2 separate regions of the Sus scrofa genome follow, and region 2 is linked to region 1. A link is a contact called in public HiChIP or PLAC-seq data. All regions are on one chromosome and are shown on one strand. The core of a region is the stretch at or near the end of the contact, and the rest is flanking DNA. Distances in the headings are between cores, read along the strand shown. Region 1 overlaps PIK3AP1 (phosphoinositide-3-kinase adaptor protein 1). Region 2 holds the start of PIK3AP1 (phosphoinositide-3-kinase adaptor protein 1).

Region 1 (2,700 bases), core at 113-2,612:
TAGACCAGAAGGAAGGAGAGCAAAGCTGTAGGCAATGTTTCAGAGCTCTTAGCATCTGACGGTAAATGGTGGTAACATATAAAGAAGGCTCTTAGAGGGCCCGTCGCGTAGTCCTCCTACTTCAGTTCTGACCCGTGCATTGTAATCCAATGTTTAAACCAGTGGTTCTCAGGGGGAGCGGCACTGCCCTCTAGAGGGCATTTGGGAAAAACCTAGTAGGGTATTTTGGGCTGTCACCTTGATGTAGGGAGGCTACTTGCAATGAGCAGAAGGGAGAAAGATGTTAGACATCCTTCTTTGTGGGGGATAGCCCCGTTTTATGTCCCTCTTGACTTTTAAATATTTCACTAGACACACATATAGATTAAAAAACTGCTTATTATATGTATTTGTACATATATATTTGTACTTATCTGTTTATATGCATATGCATGTGTATATAAATTTTTAAAATTTAAATCAGCAAGTATCAGGAAAAATATGGGCAAAAATACCCACCAAACTATTATGTATGTTATACTGGTTGGTTGAGTGGACTTTTAATAACTCGGTTATACAGTTTTATTTTGTTTCAAATTTTTGTAAGAATGTATTACTTTTGCTATTGAAAAAAAATGATTAAGATCACCAAAAATGGGAAAAATTTGGTAAGCAATTTACTAAAAAAATCATGTCCTGGAGATATGGTATTTTGGCAATAATTTTATTATATATTAATCCAATAAAATTAGCTTATTAAAAAGCCTTGTTTATAATTTTCTTAGTCTAGACACTAAGCTGCTTCGTTTACACATACAACTTACATTTTTGCATGGTTTTGATTTACACTGAATTTTTCAGGAATTCAACTGCTATGAAAATGGAAAGGAGTGTGAGGAATCGCTGGCCATTTAGGAAGATCCAGGCGCTGATGCCAACACTGCCAGCAGTATCCAAGTCACCGACACAATAAACGTGTCGGCTCGTGTTGGAGGCCATGACATTGGCAGTGATTCTGAGTGTGGGTGACTGCATCCAAGAAACCTTGGTGTTTCGCAACCCTTATTTCATTATGTCCTCATGTGTAGTTACATATGAGGATTTCCTCTCCTTTTACTGTGCTTTTATGTTTCACTTAGGACATATGCTTGATTTCTAGAATTTCATATGGAGGCAGGTAGTATTATATGAATCTCAGGTCAAGGGAGTAAGGGGGCATTACAAAATGTTTGCTTGGAAAAGGGCCCACTGGAACTGCCAGAGTTCGAAATTACTGATGTTAGCTCACAAGGCAGCCTTCATCAGCTCCGAGTCCCGGGCCCTTACTTAAACTTTCCGGTAACACAGCAGTCACAGCAGGGGAAGTCTGAAGGAGGATTCTGCTTGCCACAGCACATGACAACCAGTCTAACTCTGTGTAAATAGGATCTTCACCTCTCCAGGGTGGGGTGGGGTTAAGCAGGGACTTCCCCCCCCACCCCCCACCAGAAGGAAGAAACCACTGGTCAGCAGAAAGATGGAAGCAGAACTAAGCCGGGCTACTTACAGAGGTCCTCGGTGGCCGCTGGGACGAAGGCTGCCATGGACTCGTACAGCTCCTCGTCGCAGCCGGGGTTGAGGGAGCACTTCATGAGCAGGTCTGTGGAAAGGTGGGCCATGGACTCATACACAGAGTCAGATTCCTCCCCTTGCATCAGTTCCTCTTTAATGTGACTCTTCAGCATGTCCACGGTTTCCTGAAAGAGAACGTGGGACCCACGGCTCGCTGACACAGCCGGGCTTTCTGGGTAGAGTCAGGCTTGTGACAGCAAAGGAAAGGCTCCCATGCGTCAGAATTACAACTATGTGCAAGTCTGTGTTTCCCACTAGACTGAAAGCTCCTTGAGGCCAGGCTTCCAGTTTTTTCCTTTGTTTTATGTTTTAATCTTCGTATTGTCTTCTGACACTAAGCACGGAGTCATGCATTTATAGGAGATACATGTTAAACATGCGATTCCCAGAGGATACAAAATAAAAACTCTCTCATGAGCACCTACTATGCGCCAGGGACAATGCAGAGGATGTGCCTATACATCATCTCATGACATCCTTTCCACTGCTACTTACAGAAGTATCCTGTTCCCTGGTTCACAGAAGAGAAAGCCAAAGCTCAGAAAATCTAGCGCCTTCCTCAGGGTCTGCAATCCTGGGTTCTGACTTTTCTGCTACACCCTACTGGTTCCTCAAAAGGGAGCACATGGCAGACCAAGGTGTAACCCTTGCTGATTAGCCAGATGGAAATTCAAATGGGAGAAACAGGGCTGCAGCTAAGGTGTTCATACAGTTGTGTGTGGTCAGAAGTCCCTCAAGAACTGAGTTCACTAGTCCCCGTTGCTCCCAGCAGGCTGTTCCAAAGTCTCCCCCTACTCCACTCAGTTTTATATCCTGTGCCCAAGAGCAGAGATAGTCTTAGATGAAATGCCCTTAAATCAGAGAGGCCCCCCTCTGCTATTCTGTCTCCAGGTAGTTGTGAGGCCAAAGAGCTGGCTTCTCTGAAGCCCTGCACAACTTTTCCCGATAAGAAACCTTGGTGTTTCACAATCCTTATTTCAGCAACAACCCACAAAAATCCTCATTTTCATCATCGCCACCCCAAGAGAGCTAATATGCTATTGACACTCTGTGCTGATTTCCGGAGGAGCCCCAAGGAGTGAACCAGGTGAGAGTTGTGGAGGGTTGGAG
Region 2 (2,700 bases), core at 180-2,679, 70 kb after region 1:
CACTGGCTTTAGAATGGAATGTGGGGACTATGAACCTACTATTACCTTATTCACAGTACAGCTTCTTCTAACCTCCAGAGCTGAGCTAAAGAGCCAAGAGGCTAAGGTTAGCTATCTTCCCACTCTCCTTAAAAAATGAGCCTGTATCACCAAATCTAACAGAACTGTCACCATTGGCCTTTTCTTCCAAAGTACTATTAGAAGGCTACACCTCAGGAGGTCTGGAAAGAGCTGGCCCTTCATTCTAGCATCAGCCCACATTCTCTCCAAGAACAGCTCCTTCTCCCAGCCCAACTAGATTTTATTTTTCAAGAAGATTTTAACATTCTGTTTCCACATGTTTTCTCTAATAAAACATCCTAAGATGGGCTGGGAAAATACAAGTAAGCCCCTTTACAAACATGGTACCTCTAAACTACTCATCTAGTAATTCTCTGTTTACTTATTGCATGCCTTCACAGACTGTAAACTTGAAGCAGAGATTAGGGTTACCTAGTCACAACTGAGGACACATTTAGGTGCACAATATCCATTAAACTGTGGAGTCACTGCTCATTAGTTGTCTCTATTTACATCATCGTCACTATGTTTGTCTTAGATTTCAGCAAGTGCCTTGCCAAGAGTATGTGCCCGTGAACAAGAAAAGAACCCAAGGCTGATCACAACTGACTCCTGACACCTTTTGATGATTACCTGGTTTCTTCCACCTCTCCCCAAGGTCCCCAAAGTTCTGCAAAGGACATAGGAAAAGTAAAGTAAAGGAATGATGTTCCTAGACTCCTACAGAAATTCTAGAGGAAAAACAAAGCCTATGAGGGTAGAGGAAGCTGGTTTAGGAAGGTGGCCCCAGGGCCCGTCTCCAACCTTGGACTGTCTGGGCGCCCCCTATTGGCCCGATGGGGCACCAAGAGAAGCGTTTCGCCGGCAGAGACAAGTGGGCTCTCCACCTTCTTTAAACTAGACTCTCGGCTCACAGACATAGTAGAACAGGGAGAATGATCCTCAGAAGCTCAAGGGCCAGTGCTGGAGGGAGAAAAGGAGGCTGAGAAGGGGGACAGGAGAGGGGTTGGGCAGGGGCTGAAGAGAATCGCGCAACGGGCTGGGACCGGAAACCTGGGAAAGTTGGAGTGAGAAGTTTGCGACAAGGAACAGAGAAAAGAACAGAAAGAACAGAGAACCCGCGCCAAGGACGCAGCCGGAATCGAGAAGGGGACAGCGCCCGGCGGGCGGCGGCGGGCGAGAGGGCGCGCGGATGGGAGGCGGGGAGAGGGACCGGCGCCTGGCCTACCCACCTGAGGCTGCCATGCCGCCGGCTGCTGTCCTCCGTGCCCGCTCCCTGCGCGCTGGGCCCGGGGCCGGAGCGGGCCCGGCTGGGTCCCTGGCGCGGGACGGGAGGGCGCCCGGCTCAGCGCAGCACCGGCCGCAGTTCTGGCGCTTCCTCCGGACGGACAGCGAGGACTCGCCGCGAGGGCGTGTCCACAGGGCCCGCCCCGCCGGTGGGGCTCTGCCCGCGGCACCTGCACCCGCGGCCGTTGGGGAGGGGAAGTGAGAACCCCCCCTTGGCCGGCCGGCGGCCAGCTCCCCGCGCGCCCCCTCGCTCCCCACCATAGCTCCCTCAGGGTAGGGCAGGAGGTAGGGGGCTTCATGCGCCCTCCACTCCCGTGAAACCCGCCGGATCGGCTACCCAAGGGCACCCAGACTTGAAAGGGGCGTGGAGAGAATAACGAGGGAGAAGGGTGAGCTGCCCGGCCTCTGTGACTTGGGGCAGGGGCTGTATATGAACACACCTGGGCCAGCCCTCTCCCCAGTCCCTGGGGCTTTCTCCCTGAGCCGCTGCCCTGGCAGGAAGGGGAGGGGACTAGGAAGGGGAAGAGGGGCACCTTCCCTGGCACCTGGCCCTGAGTGCTTGGTGTTGCCCTTGATTACCCTCCAGTGACCTTCCTGTAATTCCTTGGACCTGGTCTCCTGATGGCACATGAACACTAATGATAATCACATATGATAAATACATGATATAGTTATCATTGTCTTTCATGCCTTTGAGGTAGTGGCTCTCACTGTCTTCAAGTTAGCGCTGAAGAAACACGCCGAATCCCTGGGCTCAGACTCCCACAGGAAGTAAATGCTACCTGACGTTCCATACTGGGTCTGCCTGAGTCCAGGGCTAGAGCTCTCCATTAACCCTCGCTCTCGCCTCCCTGCTTCTAGTGCTCCTCCCTTCGCGGCCCCAGTGATGGGTCTGAATAACACTGTGCTCTTGGAGTCCTCAAAGATGCAGGGTCCCAGGGATGGGCCAGAGAGCAGAGATGACAGAAAGATAGGGTTCCAGTGCAGGTGGAAAGAAATGAAATGGATTTACAAAATGGAAATATCAGGGTTCAGACCAAGAATTAATTTTCTACTGCTGCCAAAACAAATTACTACACATCCAGTGACCTAAAATAACACAAATTTATTATCTTACAGTTCCTTATTTCAGAAGTCCAACATGAGACACACAGGGCTAAAATCCAGGTGTCGGCAGGATTGGGCCTCTTTCTGGAAGCTCTAGTAAAGAATCCAGTTCCTTGCCTTTTTTCAGCTGCTAGAGAAAACTACACACATTTCTTGACTTATGCCCCCCCCACCTCCATCTTCAAAGCCAGCGACATAGCATCTCTCTGATCCTGCTTCCATCATCACATCTCTGTCTGTCTCCCC

The links. HiChIP or PLAC-seq counts read pairs in DNA pulled down with a chosen protein or histone mark.
Region 2: a contact with region 1 is called in an H3K27ac HiChIP or PLAC-seq map of alveolar macrophages. The contact joins the promoter of PIK3AP1 here to the enhancer-like site in region 1. A contact is called at or near these places in 10 of 47 Hi-C or Micro-C datasets (alveolar macrophages, blood, heart right ventricle and 2 more) and 1 of 2 datasets of contacts at active chromatin or transcription factors (alveolar macrophages).

What each region holds. Positions count from the first base shown.
Region 1 is chr14:108,087,514-108,090,213 of Sscrofa11.1, forward strand. It overlaps PIK3AP1 (phosphoinositide-3-kinase adaptor protein 1), which reads right to left. Exons shown (of 17, transcript NM_001244503.1): 8 at 1,526-1,715. Among named protein-coding and RNA genes, the nearest start is that of TM9SF3, 55 kb to the left of the region's middle. Within about 2 kb of position 1,363, at least 8 of the 83 cell types and tissues checked have an H3K27ac peak or open chromatin away from gene starts, as enhancers often do. A contact at or near this core is called in alveolar macrophages and liver, where this site is marked.
Region 2 is chr14:108,157,527-108,160,226 of Sscrofa11.1, forward strand. It overlaps PIK3AP1 (phosphoinositide-3-kinase adaptor protein 1), which reads right to left and starts at 1,430. Exons shown (of 17, transcript NM_001244503.1): 1 at 1,293-1,430. The coding sequence starts at 1,305.